2 separate regions of the Anser cygnoides genome follow, and region 2 is linked to region 1. A link is a contact called in public Hi-C data. All regions are on one chromosome and are shown on one strand. Each heading gives the region's core, a stretch centred on a gene start, on an enhancer-like site or on the middle of the called end of the contact. The rest is flanking DNA. Distances are from core to core; before and after follow the strand shown.

Evidence for each region. Hi-C and Micro-C count contacts between places; a contact is called where the count stands out from the background.
Region 2: a Hi-C map of liver shows a contact between it and region 1, with 4 times the contacts expected there. The contact joins two enhancer-like sites. A contact is called at or near these places in 2 of 7 Hi-C or Micro-C datasets (both in liver).

What each region holds. Positions count from the first base shown.
Region 1 is chr2:152,964,103-152,969,376 of Taihu_goose_T2T_genome, reverse strand. No RefSeq gene overlaps it. Among named protein-coding and RNA genes, the nearest start is that of MYC, 200 kb to the left of the region's middle. Within about 2 kb of position 2,741, at least 1 of the 3 cell types and tissues checked has open chromatin away from gene starts, as enhancers often do. A contact at or near this core is called in liver, where this site is marked.
Region 2 is chr2:153,079,813-153,085,086 of Taihu_goose_T2T_genome, reverse strand. No RefSeq gene overlaps it. Among named protein-coding and RNA genes, the nearest start is that of MYC, 89 kb to the left of the region's middle. Within about 2 kb of position 2,751, at least 1 of the 3 cell types and tissues checked has open chromatin away from gene starts, as enhancers often do. A contact at or near this core is called in liver, where this site is marked.

The sequences.
Region 1 (5,274 bases), core at 1,492-3,991:
GTAGAGCAAGCGCTAACTGGAAAAGAACTGGTGACTCATAAGCCTAAACATTCTTAATATTTAGCAGGAATAAATATTGATGTTAGAAAGATTTACATTTAATAATGGCTAAAAATTAAAGTATGTTGATGGGGCACTTAGTTCCTTGTGCACCCGTGACTCTGTTGACTTTGGAAGTAGTTGTAGGAGTGCAGAGAAGGTTGGATTTGGCATTTTTTAATAATATTCTGTACTCTCAGGGATTGCTGGGGAAGGGGGAGAGGAGGAAGGGAACTGCCTTTGGAATTTGCATTTCATTCTTTAGCAGTAACTAAAAGGGAAATGTTTTGCTGTGGCAATATACCTTCCTTTCCATGCTGTTAACATAGCCAGAGTGACTCAATTTTCCGGTGATTTCAATGTGCACTTTTTTTTTTTTTTATCATTTGAAAAGGAAAGGGTAGATTGCTGGACATCAGTCATTGTCATTTTGGACTAAATTCCACTTGCACATAAGTGCATCCTGACCAAAACTATGTATTATTTTTTTAGTGGAAGGCATTAACATTTGTCCTTGTTCACAAAGAACAAGGTGGGCAAAAGACAGCCAAAGACAAGTGCAGCTCCCCAGCTTTCTGGGATCTTGTTTCCATGCTCATAACAGTCCCTGTTGTGATGCAATCTGGCAACTCTCATGTCCTTGCAACAAGGATGTACCTCTTTGAACTTTTTGCAAGAAAGGAAGGAAAATCTCAAATAATGAACTCAGACCTTGACTTGCAAAGGAAGAAGGAACATGCCATTTTCAAATGCCTGAATCGTTTCATAAATTGCAAAGACATTTGTACTTTTCAAAAGGAAATTCCTCAAACACAGTAGTGTTCAAACCATGGGGTCCATTTCTGAGATGGTAGAGATCTGCAAAACTCCACAGAAGCTATATGTGTTATGCATAAAGATTTTGACCTTTGAATCCAATTTGAAGCAGCTATTGAGAGAAAAATGAATGAGTCGGTTCCAAAACCATCAAACTAGGAGATGCAGATTAGCTCTGAATTAGCTGTTGAGTATAAGCATCCCACATTCAGAAATCTTATAAGCTTCGTTCATATAGAAGATGTGTTAGAGACAACAAGGCTACTTGTAGGACGATTCACCACAGGAGCAACTGGCAGTGAGTCAGCTCATTTGCAGAGCTTGACAACTCTGGCTCTCAGTCCTGTGTCCATATCACTATCAAACATACTTTGTCTCATTCTGAAGTCTTTGCAGCAACAGTTGAGCTGCTTCAAGCATCGATCTGCAGCCCAAGGGAGTCCTGATGTAATGTAAATAATAGCAATAGTAATAATAATAAAAATCCATACTAATTGCCATTTAACTTCACTCTCGTTATTAGTCACTAATGAAACACTAACATTCTCCCCTAAATCTTGCATAAACAATCCAATGCGGCTTTGAAACATAAACATCCACTGACAAATGAAACAGATTTCATTAGCCATTTCCTATATGATAGATATCCTGGTGTTATTAATGTCCTTCTAAGTAAACATTGACTGTATTAAAATGAATACTGAAAAGAAATCATTAAACAGTAGTATATTAACAGGAATGGCAACTCAGTTCATCTATCATGGGCAAATACTTTCTTGTGGTCAAAATCATCCGGAGATGAAAATAAATGTATAAAATATGCTGTATTTTCTCCTCACTTTTCACATTGTTGTGTCCCCCTTGAGCATTTTTGATAGTCAGAATAGTAAATGAAGAAATTAATTTTCTTTCTTCATTAGTTTTTCTACTCAGTGATGTCCATGCCACAGACTCCAAGCAGTCTCTGCCCTGAGGAGCATGCAGTTTACATAAGACAGAGAAACAGCTTTGGGAAATCCACAAAAAAAAGTATTAATAGTATTTTTTATTAGTGATTTGTACTTTACATATTACTATTTATGAAATTCTATCATGCTAAACTTCTTTAAACCCCTGGAGTGAGACTAACCACACTCCAAGGTGTGTTAATGTCTTCTGGCAGAAAATGTTTTCCTTAGCAATTCCCTTGTTATTTTTTTGCAATATTTTACGTAAAATCACGTACCCCTAAATATTTGAGGGAAGGAGAAACTGCACTGCATTTCTCAGTCTATGAGGGGGGTGAATTACAGCAAGACTGTGAGCCCAGGAGGTGAGGTGGCTGGCACGCCACCAGGACCGCGGAGAGGTGCGAGCAGCAGGTGCTGCTGGGCTGCCTGACCGTAGCTCCCCTGGCCAGGTTGTGCAACCTCCTCCTTTCCCCCAGCCCCCAGGAAGGCTGGCAGCACTTTGCCACATCCTGGGGTGCTGTGAGAGTGAATGCACTGGCAAGCTCTCAAATACTTTTCGTAACAACAAATAATTGCTCATATGGCTAAGGCCACAGAGTACCCCTCAAATCTTCCTTGAGTTCAGCTATCCTGGCAAATCCATGTCATTCAGCACGCTTCGCCCGGTATGCGTGTTGTTTAGCTTTGCTATTTTTAAGTATGTAGTCATACTTGGAGCTTTTGCTTAGGTCAGAGTCCCTCAGCCCTGGATATTGGACCCTACAGATATATCTGCAGTCCTGAGCAGCTCTGGCAGCAGACGTGGTCAGGTGTCCTGGGCAAGACCTTCAGGGTGTATACTGTACAGACTTCCTGGGAAAAAACAGCTGAAAAGACCCAAATTCAAACCCATTAAGCAACAGCAAGGAGTGTTATCTGGAGAAACCTCACGTGGAAATAGCAGTTTGCCAAATAATCTGCCTCAGTTTCTAAGGTGCTTTTACCTGGAGAAGCAGTCACACATCTAGTCCTTATTTCTAGTAAGACCTGAGTTTGACCGGGTAAAAACCACAGATTTTGCCCCTGCCATTGACAATAGCTGGGTTCACAAAGAACTTCATATGTCATTTACAACAGATTAGGTATTATGGCAATAGCCACACTTGTTACCGACTCTGTTGTACTTTTACCCTCCTACTATAAATGGGACCTTTGTTTGATCTATGACTAAAGTGCAATGAAATTGCAGTTCAGTGGATATCACTTTGCCAGGACTGACCGGATGTTTGTGTTCTGTTAAACATGAATAAATATTGATAGTCCTAATCCTAAAAATCACAACTGCAATAAAAATAAACAGTACGACTCTGTTGTTAATGAGCTTTTGAAGATCAGTTTATATTATTCAGGTAAAACCAGCTTCCCTGTATACATTGTCTTTCTGCAATTACTAGTCCTGGCTTTCATTTTACTTTATTTCCTATGAAACACAGTGAGAAACAGTGTAATGTCCTACAAAGAAAATGCATTTAAATTGTAATAATTTGCATTTAAATACAACGACAACTCTGTCTTTCCTTGTCCTAGTCTTGCTGTGCCATTCACACCTGTTAATTTAATAGCTGGGATCCTCCGTCACAGTGAATTACAAAGAAGATATTGCACGCAAGGACCAGCAAGAGGCCTTAAATTGCACCTGTTTCAGCAGAAGGTCCTGTGGGGTGCATTCCTTAGCTTAACTTGGCTTTAATGGTATGGCTGCAGTGGAAGACTAAGAGGATCCAGGAAGATGTGTTGTGATACGAGCTGTACAAACTTTCCCCTTAGGAGTGTGTCAGGGTGACAGTTTCATGACATGTATCCAGCTAATGCAGATTTAGTAGGAATATGCTGCCTTCCTTGGAGAGGCCATAAGTGCTGAGTACTGATTTTCCGAAGCCTGCCTCTGCAGCCCTCTATGCAGCTTCCTGGCCCACCCGAGAGCATGCTCTGGGGCTGCACTTCTCTGGAAAGCTGCAAGCAGAGCCAGATGCCTACAATGGAGGGCATTCAGGAAGCTCTTGCACAACAGGCTAGAAGTCTGCAGCAGGGACATCTCAAAAACAGGCAGCAAATTTCAGCTCCTGACTGTTGTGTAGTTGTGCACCCCTGGTCAGGTTTGGGACCTGCTGCTTCATGTATGGACAACGTGTCATGTTGATGGCACTAGACGGGTAATATCTGATTTGATGGACAATGAGTTGTTACCAACAAACTTTTGTTTGGAGAGGAGAACTACATTTTGTGACAACAACCTTGAAGGATTGCCAAGATCTCACAGAAAGTCAGCTCTTTGGCATCCTGTGAATATTTTGGCGGCGCAGTACAAATGACGTTGTGACATAAGCAAGCAAGGGACTTTTAACAAGGATTGGCCATTACAAGAAATGACACAGATCAGGGCCATCTCTTCCAGTGCATCCTCCTATAGTTCCCATTGGTCTTGTGATACTCAGCACCTTCTTGGACTTTGTTCAGTTACTTTTACAAATTCAAATTCATTATTTCTTCCAGTTGTAGTAAATGTTAACGTTTGCAACCTCAGCTTAGGGTGTATCTGCACTGAAGGTAAGTAATATTTGCATGTACTACATGCAAAAAATAGTGTAAATTTCTTAAATTGAATGTGATTTATGCCTTTTCAGAATCTGACCATAAATAATTCCCTTGTTATTATAATAAATTAGCTTATGATAAGGATTCTTTTTCTCTTCATTTTAAATTTCTGTTTTCTATGAAAATGTACTGAAAATACTTAGTAGTACATGCTGTTTATACAATGCAAATGAGTACATTTTTGAAACTAACAGAGTGTTTCTGTTCTTAAATGGAAAAAAAAAAAAAAGAGTTAATGAGAATATCAAGTTGTTTGAAAAACCACAAAGTTAGACACCTACAAACTTCTGTGGCTGATCTAAAAAAAAAAAAAAAAAAAAGAATAAAAATGTTCATGCTTCACCCTTTCCGCTCCTTTTTTGTGTGCATGGGCCCCAGCTGACTGAGGCTGAGATAAAACATTATCACGTGTGTCACTTCCATTACGTTCTTGGTACATGTATAATATCAGAATGTACAGAAACTAATTGGGCTGAATTCCAGGTAATTACTCTATTTTGCCGTCACCGCATCTGTTTCACAGTAACTACTTTTTACTTGTGGGAGGAGCTTCTCTGAACCCAATCCAAAACCAATCTGCTCTTCCTTCAGCGTGTTACATACATCTTGGTTTTTGCATCATTCACATAACCACCTGCTTGGGAATTCATCCCAATCGCTTTCTTTGTTGTAGATAAGGCATACATCAACTTATCTGTTCTGGTGGCTTTGGATGAGTCATAAATTTTGGCAGCAGAAAACCCATCTTTTTAACTTACATGGTCCAGCAATAATCCATGAACTAAAATTTATTTAAGTCTAGCTTGCACTGATTAAAGATACTATTCAGCTATAT
Region 2 (5,274 bases), core at 1,502-4,001, 120 kb before region 1:
CAGATGCTGTTATACCAGCCTCACCACCCATGCGCAGGACCTGGTACCCCTGAGAAGTGCTGAGTGCATCTCAGTGACACCAGGCAGTGCCCCTCTCCTGTATGGCACTATGAAGAGGCAAATGCACAAAGAGATTTTCCATCCTTATATGTGACCCTGAATGGGCTGATTTAATGAAGTGAAAAATCTTGGCATCTCCACAGGTTTGAATCTTTCCCTAATTTTTTTGGCCTTGATGCTTTTGTCTCTCAGCAATTACTCTACCTCCTTCCTAATTCTTTTCTCCCCAAGGCTCAATGGGGCACAAAGGGAGGAAGCACAGGAAGCCAATGCTGCTCTTGAAGTGAATTACATCTCTTTCATTTTGTTCTGCTATGTACAATTTGATCTTTCTTATCAGTGATATATCCTGAGGGACTTACAGTACTGTGTTCCACAGCTCCCAAAGGGAGAGGTTGCAGGCTTCAGGAGCCATGGCTTATAATGCAGCCAAGGTCCCTCTGCTTCTGTGCATACAAGCAGAGATGAAGGCATCTACTTTGACTGGCCAAAGAGAAAAATGGCCACATTCATGGGCACTGAGATTATTCCAACTGGTTGAATTCGGAGCCAGCACAAAATGACAATATAATTTTAATTTTATTTTTGCCTTTAGTTTGACATTTAGTGCATGAGAAAAAATACCCTGGCTGTGGTTAATCATTGCAATTTAAGGAATGACTCTGGGGAAACCACATTAAAGTATCATTCACAAGATACAGAGCAGGACAGAGAGAAATGCTATTTATCTGGTGTGTGAGGAAAATTTAATTAAACTCTTTGCTCGATTAAAGCAAACGAATGCCTCCATAAAAATGTCTTTTGTTGGTATTCTGTAGTGCTTGTCAAGTCATTCTTACAGGGTTAATTGGGAGTCCAAAGCAGCTTCCCTGTGTTACGTTACGAGCTGTTGTTTGTTTGTCCAGGGGTCAGGCATTACTCTGAGAAGGAGGAGACTGGCTCTGTTGCTGGCTTTGCTGTCTTCTCGCTGTGAAAGCTGGAGCACAGATTTTATCTTGTTATATTTATCCTTCTGATTGTCCTAATGCTTTTAGGTCACCCCTCATCAGGGCAGGGACTTGGTTTCCGTAGCAGTGCCTGGCACAGGGAGTTGGTGATTGGTGTTTGGCATCTCAGGTTTTCCAGCCAGCCAAAATCATGCATGATGCCAGCTTCATCTTGACCCTGAGAGAGGAAGCAGCCTTGGTTATTAGAGCCTCTGAGGGGAAGGGGCATGCCAGAAACAACAGAGAAAAACCCTGCAGTCAGTAGATACATTTTATCCCAGGTTTGCAGTGCCCTGCAAAGAAAGCTGGCAGAGCAGTTCTCCTCTGACAGATAATTTGGATTTGCAGGGTAAAGGGCTTTGGAGAAAGCTGAATGGTATGTGGACAAAAACCCTGGCTCTGCAGCACCGAAAAAGCCATTTAAATGGAGTAATAGAGTTGATTTAGTACAGAGTGGAACTTTTATTGCTGTTGAAAGCAGCTAACAAGCAGCCTAGGACTAATGTGTGTTCATGTATTAATAAACGAATGTCCCAGCTAACAAGCAGCGTGACCCAGCATCATGCTGTGAGCTCCATGAAGGTCCAGGGCTGGAGCTGATGGAGAATGCTCCTCTCCTCATGTCACCTTTCCTATGGCTGTTAGAGCTGAGAAACACTCCAAACAAAAGCACAGAGTGCCTTTTTAGTTGTACAAGGTGACAATCCTACCTTCTACTTGCATTTTTAGCCCTTATTTTTAAGCATCTGGTGCTGGTTGTTCTCACAATCAGCAGGGACCATAGTATGGATATTATGCAGCAAAATACACTTTTTGTTTGTTTGTTTGTTTGTAACTTCCTTCCATCTACTGAGATCTGCAGTTCCACACCTGAGAGTGAAAGCAAGATGAATTCTGTGGGCTTTGGGATATTTATGGTCCCTATATAGCCTGCTATATATGCAGGTACTTATCTTCGGTGGTTGGTCCAATAAAACATACTACCTCAACTTACAGCCTTTGTCTCCCAAGTATTTACCTGACCTTATCACTAACATGTAAGCACCGAAACAACAGAGCATTAACCTTTATAATGCCCAAGTGAGATAGGAAAAGGTGTTTTGTTTGAATTGAATGAAAAAAGGTGCCACTTCCTCATTGCTACGTCACATCCTAGGCTCCCGTCTGGAGTCACTAGGAGAAATCACAACACCCATGGTGGGCGCACTGCCTTACTGATCCCCTCGGTGGCTATCGCTGCCTAACCTAGGTGATGTGACTGCTCCTCTCTATCCATCATTTCGGGAGTGTTCTGTACACAGCAGGTGGGCTGAATTGCTTGAACGTCATAGGATTCGTGATGCCTAATTTTAGGTCCTTCTGGTTTGTGGCCTGAATGTGGCCTTAAATAACAGCCAAGGTCAAACAGGAAATCAAGTCCTGTTTTTCAACTTTCTGGACGGATTTCCTAAATATTGCATCACTTCTGTTTTTCATCGCTGTTAAAATATTAGTTACGCGATGCCAGGAGTGGGGAGCTGTGTTTACTGCTTCTTTTTCCTCTTTCACCTTGTTCTTCTTTGACTTTTCAGTGCTCAATTAACTGTTTAGCCAAACTACAAGTAAGTTCTTTCTATTCACAGGAGAAAAGCCAGGTCTGAGATTCAAGTATAAAGGGGATTATTTTCTTAAGACTACAGATCATCAAAGGCAAATAACAAAAAAAGCAGAATAATCTAGGTTCAGTTCTGGATGTATTCTATCAAAAAACATTGTTTACTTGACATTTTGATGTAAAAGCCAAAAATATTGAAAAACGACTATTTATCACCGGACAAACATAAAAGCTTGAAAGGTTAAAAACAATCAATTAGCAATACTCATACAGTCTCAAGGTACCCAATCTCTACTTCATCATTTCATATGAGTTATTGTTTATGCAGCTTCACAGAAAGGAAATCATTGGCTTGGCACTCACTGATTTAAAAATCCTTTTTTGTCAAGCTGAGGTTTGCTGTAAACAGAACCTGAAGTACAAAGTCTTAATGACTGAAAATCTTATCTAAATGCCAAAACCCCTTTTATTGTGTGCTTGAGTGGCCCTACTTACATCTGGAAAATCAGAGACTCTTATCTTGTCATTTTTAATTTCAACCCACAAGTCATAATCCAGTAAAGCTCCTCTGTCAATCCCAAAGGTCCAGCCCAAGCAAAGAATCTAAATTATGCATGACTTGATACCACATCTGTTGAAATACAAGCACAGTTTGTTTTTATCATGGAAGTAATATTTATAACAACTCTTTCCTTCCTTCTTTTCTTTCTTCCTTCCTTCCTTTTTTTTTCCTTTTTTTTTTCTTTTTCTCTAGAAAGCTCATATCCATGTGCAGGTAGACAAAGAATTGTCATGCTTCTAGCCAGGCTGCCTGTAGGGGAATGTTGGGAAAAGGACATAATTTTCAATGTTATTTTGGGTTGACAACCTCTGAAATTACTGGAATAGTTTCAGTTCATCCGCTTCATATCTGTAACAGCCTCAAACTATTTCTTTCCAGAGACCCATCCTGCTCAGTGTCTAAGATAATCCACGCTCCTTTAATGACATTAATGAGTTGACCTACTCAGTCCTTCAATCAGCTGAGCTACTCAGCCCTTTGCCCTATCCTCTTTGGGTATGCTTTACCCTCCCTGTTCAGTGAGACCATCAGAGCTTTTATACTCTGCACATATTGAACACTTGTTAGTGTAATTGTATTCACCGTGAAGACATTTTTTTTCCAACCAGAGCCACCTGAGATGTCCATCCTCTCTGTTGTACCAGCAAAGATATAGAAGGAACACCCAATTTTTACTTCCCAGACCAGCAGCTGATCCCTTCTCTAGAAATTAAGTCTGGTGTCTCCTTCCACATCTGACTTTGAGGACAAGTGGGAGAAGTCAAGAGTGGGAGAGCTGAGACTAACATTAGCTGACACCTGTTTTTTTTTCCAACACACATGGATGCAGCAGAGAACTTGCTATGCAGAGGAGGGAACTGGACTTATCTCAGCCCTGGTTTCTGGACTTCCAGGCTAGCTCAATGACCTCAAAGCGTTGAAATGACAAAGTTTCAGTGTAGTGGCTGGGAGGTCTGAACATGGGCACAGCCTTAATGTCAGGGTTAGGTGACAGGAGTTTGAAAAGAGTTGTGAATTCAACTGGTGCCTAAAGATTGGACATTAAAGCCCAGCATCTGCAGCCAAGCTCTGATATGGCAGAAAGCTTATCTATTTCACTTGCAGGAAGCTCCAGGGATGTTTTGCAATCATCTGGATACAAATTACTCTTAAGCTGCACAGACACCTCTGTGCAAATGCAAGCGTCAAAATACGTGGCTGGATTGCAGTTAGAGGTCTGGCTGGGAGCTCAGCAGAGACAGGTTCAGTGTCCTGGCCTGCTGCAGAACCACCTCAGGTGTGTGGTGCAAGCCCAGATCCTCATAAAGATTAAGATGCTTAATTCTCACTGACTTAATAGTTGGGAGCCCAGTGTTTAAGAGCCTTTGAGCTCTTGGTTCTCACATCTGTCTGCCTGAGCATGCCAATAGCTGTATTTCATTTCCTCGCTGGGGAGGCGTGAGGGATGTGAGGATTACAGCTAACCAGCGCGATGTGCCCTGACGGTGTTGCAGCAGTGGTGGTGGCCATGCCAGGTGTAAAACAGAAGAAATGAACTAAAACACGGGGTGTTGAGAGTCATAAGCCAGTGGACTAAAATGAATATTATCATGATGCTCTGAAACGAACCTGTATTGATTTCTGCCCTGTTTTTATGCTTCTATGTCTAGCCTGGGACTGGTTGGTAATGCTCTTACACAGGCAAGGCTCCACCTCAGCAGGCACTCTGCATGCACAGAGCCTCACCTGTCTTGTCAGCAGTTGTGCTGCTGTTCTCCCTCTCATCCTAAACAAATGCGTTCAGATTGTTGATGTGAGTCCTCAGAGCTCTTTACTCATGTAAACCCATCACATAAGCCGATGAGAGTTTTATCTGAGTGAAAGGAGGTGGAAAATGCCTGTGTTAATTTTACGGTAGCAGTGGCGTTGTCAGAGGAAAGTGTTTAACCTTGGATTGGCACCGTGAGCTGCTGTATCAAAGGAAAGCGTTTGATGGGACATAAAATGTCATGGGGGCTCCCAGTCTGCAGCCAGATCCTGACAAGCAAAAGTAAACCCAAATTATTGTTATTATTATTAATTATTATTTTCCC